2 separate regions of the Mus musculus genome follow, and region 1 is linked to region 2. Evidence: chromatin contacts called from public ChIA-PET data. All regions are on one chromosome and are shown on one strand. The core of a region is the stretch at or near the end of the contact, and the rest is flanking DNA. Distances in the headings are between cores, read along the strand shown. Region 1 overlaps Stat4 (signal transducer and activator of transcription 4). Region 2 overlaps Gm17767 (predicted gene, 17767).

Region 1 (4,510 bases), core at 155-2,654, 530 kb before region 2:
CACCTGATTTCAGCTACTGCTATGTGTACACCAAGTGTGTCCACCACTTGCCCTGATCCAAACTCCCTAAGTCTCCCACTGCCTTACCCATCTTATGTCTTCACACACAATCTGGTTCACCTGCAGTACGTGCTCATAGCTTTCTGATGAACCTTCTAATGGACTCAAAACCAGTGCCAGCAGACACCACCAGTGACAGACACCATCCATGCCATTTGTCCCACACATTTATAATCAATAGTTCATATCAAACAAGCATCAGTTCCTTTTTCCTTCTCTTTTTGAATTTGAGCTCTAGCTTAATATGCAGATCATGGGTACCTTTAAGAACAACAGGATCCCAGAGTTTAGGGCTTGAGACATGCACTTAATTAAAACTTGATAAAGAGAAGAGAAAGCACTGTATTTGATTGAACAAAAAGCATTTCATTAAACAAGTCCTCAGGAAAATTCACACAAGGTTAGCAAACGTTTGTGTGAGCCTTTGGTTGAGTTCCCCTTTCATGGCTGAGCCATCTCTCCAGCCCAAGCCTGACAAACTTGAACAAAGCTGAATTGGTTTAAGAGATTCAAGGAAATCTTGAGGTTCAGGAAAGGCCTCAGAGGGTAGATGGGTCCCACTAAGGGCTGTCTTGCTGTGTGGGGGGGCCAAGTGGAAGAAGCATTTCAGCAAAAGGACCTGGGGGAAACAGTAAAGATGTAAAACCATGGGCAGCCAGCATCATGCCAGCTCTGAGGTTGGCTTTTCCTTTTGAACATCTTATTTTCTCCAAGGACCTTCCCTAAAAGTGGAAGAGACTAGGGTTAGTTACAAGTGTGATTTTTGTAGTAAGAATGTCTTCAAATGCATCATGTCTCCTAATCTTGCCTCTTCCTTCCAGCCAACACAACAGGAGTCTTCCCTAGAGCGAAGAGGTGTTAATACGCATTATTTCTGAAGAAAGCTGTGGTCTGAGCCCAGGTGTGAGATACAGGAAGCTGCTCTTATCATCAGTCTGGGCCACTATTTGACGAGTGACTCACTGTCACCAAGGCAATGATTATTAGTGAAAGCCATGGAAAACACAAGCCTTATGTGTTGCATTTAATGCTAAAAGTGAATATGGTTTCAAAGTTAACAAAGTCAAAACCATATCGTGGCATCTTAGTAATGTCACAGTAATAATATACCATATATTACCAGAACTTTTTCCCTACATATGAGTTTTGCTGATAACTTGTTTTACACACACACACACACACACACACACTCCAGTTATTGCTAAGGTTCTCTCCATACCTAGAATGCTATTTTTGTACATTTCCTGCACACATTGTAGTAAGCAGACAATGTGGTATATCCTGTGCAGTGTAAAATTAATGGTGAAAGCCAGAGAAGGAAATGTGAAGACAGGCATCTCTGTGGAGTTTCTCTTGGTGTTCTCACCTCCTCCATAAAGTTGAACAGGAAGTCACAACTCTGAGCTAAACAGCTGCATTTGCTGCTCCCTTCACGTTTTCAGCTGGTCACTTACTAGAAATACGAACTCAGTCCCAGTGAGAACACCAACCTAACACCTCCTGGCACGTGACGTCATTTTTGCCTGCAAATCATTGCGGTTCGCCTGCCAAAATATTTCACTTGCCACAGTGCTAATGTTGTATGGATCCCGAATATTCTCGGCTACTGAGATTTGGGGTTTCCTGTAGAGTGGGGAGACAGCAAATATGAGATCAAGAGAAGGTGAGGTGTGTTGCTAATTCAGTATGGCAGCTACATAGTGTTGGCTTAGGGCGATAAGAGAGTCGTTCTCACTATCATGACCCAGGTTTCTGTTCTCTCTTCACTGTGTTCTTTGTGATTTATAACTGATGTGCTGCTGTTGCATCGCTTGTGTGATCAAAAAGATAAGTGTGTCTTCACATTTTCATTCTGTTTCGTAAGAACAAATATATATTATTGTATAGCCAGAAAAATATTGTGTTCTCTACCAACTCACTGGAGCGCCAGTCACATGCTAGGTACTGTAGTGAGTATTGGGATCCCACAGTGGATATAATTTGACCTCCAGGTCAATCCATTAGAAATCAGTTCACCAAGAGCCTACTTAGAACCTGGCTCTGGCTACGTACCCTTGGAAGCTCACAAGCTAATAAAAAACAGACTAGCGAACAGCATGATGTCTTGCCAAGTTAGTAGCATGAGTGATGCTCAGAGCACGAGACGATCATGCTCCTGAGGCTAGAGATGGATGCAGTTAAGACTGATTCAACCTTATCTCTGATGCAGGGGGTTTTCTTTAGGATTTCTTTTTCTAGGACTTTAGGTAAAGTGGCAGAAAGTAATTGGCTTGTGTTTTGAGGGTCTTGCTTTGTTATACAGGTTGCTCTGAGCCGTGTAATACAGGTTGACCTTGAACTCATTGGTCTATGCCACTATGATTAGATAGAATGATTTTTGTCTGTTTGTTTTGAAATATGGCACAGGTGTAGGCTATTTCCTGAGGTCTAGGCTGGTCTGAAATCTGCACTGTGACTGAGGAGTTCCTGATCTCCCGGCCTGAGACACTGCAGGCTAAAGATCAAACCTAGTACAACTGAGTCACACCTACAGTCATTCATCCCGAGGAATTTTTACAGGCCAGTTTGAGTTACAGATTTCATTCCCTACGAACCGGGGACATTTTCTTTAAAAAAAAAAAAAAAGATTTGTTGTAAGTGTATGGCTGTTTGACCTGCAGGTGTTTGTGCAACACATGTGAGTAGTTCTGGAAAAGGTTGCTGGATCCCCGTAACTGGAGTTAGAGATGGCTGTGAGCTGCTGTGTGGGTGCTACAAATTACACCAAGGTCCCTGGAAAAGTAGCCAATGTTCTTAGCTACAGAGACATCTCTCCAGCCTTGCCAGTTCTATTTTTACTTATGTATTTACCCTGTGCTTATAGGATGTTTTCAAATAACAGGAAAAAAGGAGGAAAAAATTTTAAGTGTTCACACAACACCCCAACAATCTCTTTAGTTGGAGGCAGGCAACCATCCCAGGATACCCTTTGGTTTTGGGTTGTACACACATGAACCCCTGTACTAATAATGCACTTGATGGCCTAATTCCTTCACCTGTACCTGCTATGTATGCATACCCTTCTCCAAACACTGTGCCTAGCAATCTCAGAACCTCTTTCATACCCGGTCTACATCAGGCTACATGTACTTCCTTCCATGTGCCATGGTCGTTTCTACTCAAATGTAGTCCCAACACACCAGAGTATGAAGAATACAAGGGTTTGGTCCAGTTTGAGCTGGTTGTGGATGCATGTATAGTAAGGCATATACCTCTTAGGGTAAATCCCATATTTACCACCCAGTACCAACACATAATTAAACACACACATGATTAAAGTCAAGTGCATTATAGGAAGGGAAAAACAATAGAAAAAAAATGGACATATGACGTAATATGTACTCATGGTATACCACTTAGTAATCAAACTTCTCTAGACTCTATGAAGGGAAGCTCGGGAGGACTGGCTCCCTTGAGCACTCTCTCATCCTGTGGAGCACAGTCCTTTCATAGTGTCTTTTTAATCTATACTGCTACTCAGTTTTTCTGTAAATCTATGTGAGCCCTGTTTTAACTCTTGGATAAGGAGCTAAAGACCCTGGAAACAACCAATCCTGAGCCCAGCCACAGATAACCTAACCACACAGTAGCACAAAGAGCAGGTCATTTTCCCAGCTCCAGCTGTTCAGCTGTGCAGGTGAGGGCCTCTAGTTGGATGGTCTCTCAAGGTCTGATTTCATGAGTCCACTTCCATCGACTCTAGAGTTGCCGAGGTTCTACACTAGGCTGTCCTTTCTAAATGATGCTCTCTTAGCTAGCAGCCCTGTCTTGTCCTTATGCCAGACAGGTCCATTGGCAACTTGGACATTCAGTGAAAGGCCGAGAATTGTGGGCAGAAAGAGTACAGAGAACAAAGGTGACTGTTGGTCTCACAGTCACATGAAACAGGTGTAACCAAGACACAGCTTTGTGTGGGGACATATAGCTTGTTTTCCTGACTTTCTGTCCCTCCACATGGGTTATTGGTGCAGGATATAATATTCCATCCATGCTTTGATGTCTTTCACAGCTCTGATGCTAAGAATATAGAGTTTCTGGTCTTGATTCTGTCTTACTAGATTTCACCCCAAAACTTGCGGGCCATTTGTTTGTGTCTCATTTGGAGGTTATTTGTCAGTGCAAACCTGGACCAAGTGCTGCCCCACTTCTATCTCCCTGCTGCAGCGAGAATCTCCAGTGATGCTGATGTCTCCAACCAAACTCTTTCATGACCTCAGCCCTCAGAAACTGACTTCTAACCAGTTTACAAAGACTGAAAAAGCCCTTGATAAATTATGTGGTCTCTTGTACATGTTATACAAAGATTCTATTCAGCACGTTATCAACTGAGGCCGGGGTTCAACTTTCATTCTGATTATATTGCTTCGGTTTTGCTGCACTGTGGATTGAATCCAAGGATTAACACCTGCTG
Region 2 (4,437 bases), core at 349-2,848:
TATATCTCCTTAGTGTTGGCATTACAGGCTTGTGCTGCCAGCTTGGTTTAAGGAGTGCTGGGTATTGAACCCAACACTTTGTGGATGCTATGCCAGCGCTTTGACAACTGAACTAAGTCCCCGGCCTTCACATTTGAGTTCTGGGCAGAGCGATATGTTGTACAATACTGTTTGTTGATGCTGTGCATGAAAGCACATCACAGCTCTCAGCTAGTCATGGAGCCGCAAGGTTAGCCACCATTCATAAGCTGTGGATTGCCTAACCTTGGTGTCTAATGTGTTTTGACGTGTGCCAGTTTGAATTTAAGACAAATTTGTTGTGACATAACCCATCAGAAGCTGAGGAGTGTCTGCTTTCCCTCGATCTCATCTTTCAGCCATCCGGTAGCTTCGCTTTGAACCAACTGCACAGACATTATGTGCTGGTATCATTGAATTTTACTTTATGGTGTGTGGGTGGGTTTTGTATCCAGTTTGGTTGTGAAAGTCATCCATGGATTTCCCCACCACCACCCGTCTTTGGTTGTTCTGTCAGTTTCTATGCAAGAACACAGAAATAACCAAAATCTATGTTATTGTTCATCTTATCAGGCTTTAGATTTGAATAACAAGTTAACATCAATCACAGAACAAGACCAATATCATCCTTAACTGGCCACAGCCTAAGAAATACTATTGTCTATACATGATGTCTGACAACCCTGGTTGTACATTAGTAACACCCTGTTGCTATAATCAGGCTGATTCTTGGGTTTCTGTTGCCAAGAGCCTGTGACTAAATTGTTCTTGGGTCTTGTGCTCCCAGGTGATTGTAATGTGTAGCCAAGCTTGATAATTGCTAATGTGAAGAAATAAACATTTGGAAAAGCGTTTCTACCGTCTGTCTGTTCTGCACACAGGTCCCTTCCCCCATCATCATTACGCTGCGTGGCTCAGGTGAGGCTGACTCACTCCCAGCAGCTGGGGTTGTCAAGACATGGAAGCACGGCGCATCAGGTGTTTCATTTCTCTCTGAGGACGGAGACAGACCCAGCTGAATCAGTGAAAAAAAAGCTCCCATGAGATTTCGAAGAATTCTGACAAAAGAGGCCTTCCTTTCCCCAGAAACTGAGCTTCTAGATCATCATAAGCCTGCCTCTTCCAGTTACTGTCTCTACTCCCCAGATGAGGGAAATTGATGTTAGAAAGAGAAGAAAACATTGCCGAGAAAGGCAAATAGTTGAAGGTACTCTGATAACACCGTTGGTGGTTTGATTTGTTAAAACAAGGTTTTACTGCATAGCCCTGACTGGCTTTGAACTGTTGACAGTCCATTTGCCTCAGCCTCCCAACTAACTAGGATTATAGGGAGGTATGAGCCGTTATGGTTAGTTTGTAGATGTTTTAAAATTTTAATATAGGATATTTCATTTCATCAAATTACAGAACAACTAAGAAGCTCTCACTTTGAGGTTTTTTTTTTTTTTTCCTCTCAAAAGAAATTCCTGCTTCTGGCTAGTGTGTGTGATTTGCAGGCATCCACTGGTATGAATGGAATCTTTGAACCTTGTGCTCAAAAGCAGAGCGCTTTGTACAAGGCTGGAGGGCAAAGTCGAAGAAAGGTAGTGGGCCTGGCTCTGGACAGGCTCAATGGTGTCATGTGCTAGTTAACTTCTCGGATTCCCTAGCTGAGTGGCTTCCTTCTAAGCTTTGATGACTCATGCTTGGGTGAGCTGAGCTCCTGCGGTTGCCGAGCCTCTGATTAGCTCTTCTGCAACAGCACACCTACAGACCCAGACTTCTCCATTTGCCGTCGTTGAGCCCTTAGGCTCAGATATGCTCCTGGAGTTCCCAGTGTGGTGATCAAATACTCTTTTCTCTCTCTCTCTCTCTCTCTCTCTCTCTCTCTCTCTCTCTCTCTCTGTCTCTCTCTGTCTCTCTCTGTCTCTCTCTCTCCCCCCCTTTCTCATTTCTTAGGGTTTTGTTATTTATAACTTTAAATCTAGATTAATGTGTTTCTTGTGTTTCATCAAGTTACAGTCAAACGTGTTGCTGAGTGAGTATTAGAAATTACCAATTTTTTTTCTGTACTGTTTTGGCTTTGAGTGTGTAGTAGGTGTATTGTGCTGGACCTGGATCTGACTGTCTTTTGGGAATCTTCGTACCGTGGCCTTATTCACAGGGCTGCTTCTGTCCCATCAGCCTTCCCTCTGGTCTGGTGGGACATGTTTCATGGGCAGTGATCCCTGTGTACATTGCCATTCCTTCCACTTTGTCCACAGCCAACACCCTTTGCAAACAGCTCTTTATTTAACCTTCCTTAAGTTGTCCTATTCTTAAACCCTGAATGCAACCTTTCTTGCCATTGTCCCAACTGATAGCAGATTAATCATTGTTCCAGTGACACAGTAGATTCTGACTGACAGTAAGATGCTCTCCAAAGGACTGACATTCTCACTTTTAATTACATCTACCGCACACGCGTCAAAACATTTCAACATACTGCCCAAGGGTTCCCTCCCCTAAACATGAACAATATTTGTCTATTGAGGAGAAATTAAATTTAAAACAAGCTAGAAGCTTGTTTCCCCTGACTCATTTGTCAAGTATAACAGGACTTGAGCATCTATATATGAAGAACTACTTGCTCACCTCAGAATTTCTTTTTAATTATTTTTTATTTATTTTTATTTATTTTTAATTTTTTTTACCTCAGAATTTTTTAACCAGGGGAAATATTGTTTTTAAATTTTCCCTTGGTCAATTTAAATCATAGATAAAGATTTTAAAGTAGCACAAGAAAAAGACGATTAAGAATAAAACTTGGGGGTGGGTGTAATGTGCGTTTCCAGCCTCTTATTTTCTTTCTACTCTTTCTCGTCTCTGTTCCTTTGCGCAATGGTGAAGGCCTGAAGTGCTAGTCCATTCTTTCTCATTATCAATCTCCTCGCTTCAACCGGCAGTGTTCAGTGTTAGCATTCTTGAAACTGTTGCTTGTGGGGCGTGTTCAGTGGTACTGATATGGTGTTTTTAGTTGCATACTGGGAATGAATCGCAGTTTGGCTATTTCCCCCAGTAGCCAGTAAGAAAACACATTTAAAAAAAAGAGAGAGAGAGAGAGAGAAACCTATCAACAATAGTACCAAAGGGCATAAAACATTTATGCCTAACCTTAACTAAAAATGTTCTTGGTACAAATGAAGACAACTCTATAACTTATTGAAAGCATACAGAAGATGAACAATGTAACAAAGGCAACATAGCTCTCTGAACCGCCCCTTGGCTGGCAGGCAGAGGAGCACAGCAGACGCCAGCACATGGCTCTTGGCCTGACTCAGGACTGGAAAGTTATTTGACTACTATGCACTTTGGTTTCTGCATCTTGAAACCAGGAGAAAGAAAAATCTGTTCTCCACAGGACTATTGTGAGAGTCGAGTCAATCACTGTAAACAAAATGTTTAGAAGTGTGTGGCACATCGCAAGCCCTTGCTGTAGGTTCAGTAGTTATTTTCACCATTTCTTACGTCAACCCCCAATTCCAGCACCATTTTTACAATCATGGCCATCAGAGAGGCTAGCCACTCACCTTGTGTCAGTCACACTGTGCATGACTGGATTCCTGCTCTGATCTATCCGACTCATGCTTTGAAGATAAGGCAGAGATAGTCATTCTGACTTGGGCAGTCATTCTAGAGTTCTTCTGAAAGAATAAACAGAAAATTTAAAAAGAAAACACAAAATGGGAGATTGTATCAACAATGCCAATGTTTCTGTGAAAATAGAAAATAATTAAGGTGGTGGTGGTATGTTCTTTATTGTGATTGTGGGATTCATTGTGCAACTGTAATCCTAGCTAAAATTATTAAAACTTTACATTCAAAAAGAGCTGAAATGTATGTGTGAAAATAATACTACAATAAAACAAGGAAAAAAGAGACATGTGATTTAAAAGGTAGGTAACTAAGCAGAAGTATACATGAACCAAACAGAAAGAATGTGTTTGCTTTAGTATTAGTGACACCTAGACAATCATGTAATTTGGACCTTACAATCCCAGTTCTGCATATACAGCCAGACTAAGAGATTGGCTCTGCTAATGTCAGGTAAAAAATGTTCCCAGCTGCATTATTCATAATGACTCCAAATTACAAAAAAAAACCTCAAGTCTCATCGATAATAGAATTGAGTATACAAACTACTATATTTAAACAATGGGAAATTCATACAGGCTGAAGGCCGAGGCCAAAGGATCACTGAGAGTTTGAGTAGGCTTCTTGCAGAAGCTTGTATCAAAAAAGAAAAGGGGGGTGGTGAGGAAAGAGGGAAAGAAGGAAGAAAGGAAGGAAGGAAGGAAGAAGAAGAGAGAAAAAACTACACAGAAATGTAAAAGAATGTTGAATTTCCCAGACATAATAGTGAATGAAAGAGGTTTGATGTGAGAGAGCACGCACAGGATG

Evidence for each region. ChIA-PET counts read pairs in DNA pulled down with a chosen protein or histone mark.
Region 1: an RNA polymerase II ChIA-PET map of effector CD8 T cells shows a contact between it and region 2, with 6 read pairs. The contact joins two enhancer-like sites. A contact is called at or near these places in 2 of 115 datasets of contacts at active chromatin or transcription factors (CD8 T cells and effector CD8 T cells).

The regions. Positions count from the first base shown.
Region 1 is chr1:52,032,030-52,036,539 of GRCm38.p6, reverse strand. The region is part of intron 3 of Stat4 (signal transducer and activator of transcription 4); the gene reads right to left. Among named protein-coding and RNA genes, the nearest start is that of Stat4, 26 kb to the right of the region's middle. Within about 2 kb of position 1,404, at least 20 of the 459 cell types and tissues checked have an H3K27ac peak or open chromatin away from gene starts, as enhancers often do. A contact at or near this core is called in CD8 T cells and effector CD8 T cells, where this site is marked.
Region 2 is chr1:51,506,507-51,510,943 of GRCm38.p6, reverse strand. Gm17767 (predicted gene, 17767) reads left to right here. Exons shown (of 4, transcript NR_151621.1): 4 at 900-1,439. Among named protein-coding and RNA genes, the nearest start is that of Nabp1, 30 kb to the right of the region's middle. Within about 2 kb of position 1,598, at least 220 of the 459 cell types and tissues checked have an H3K27ac peak or open chromatin away from gene starts, as enhancers often do. A contact at or near this core is called in CD8 T cells and effector CD8 T cells, where this site is marked.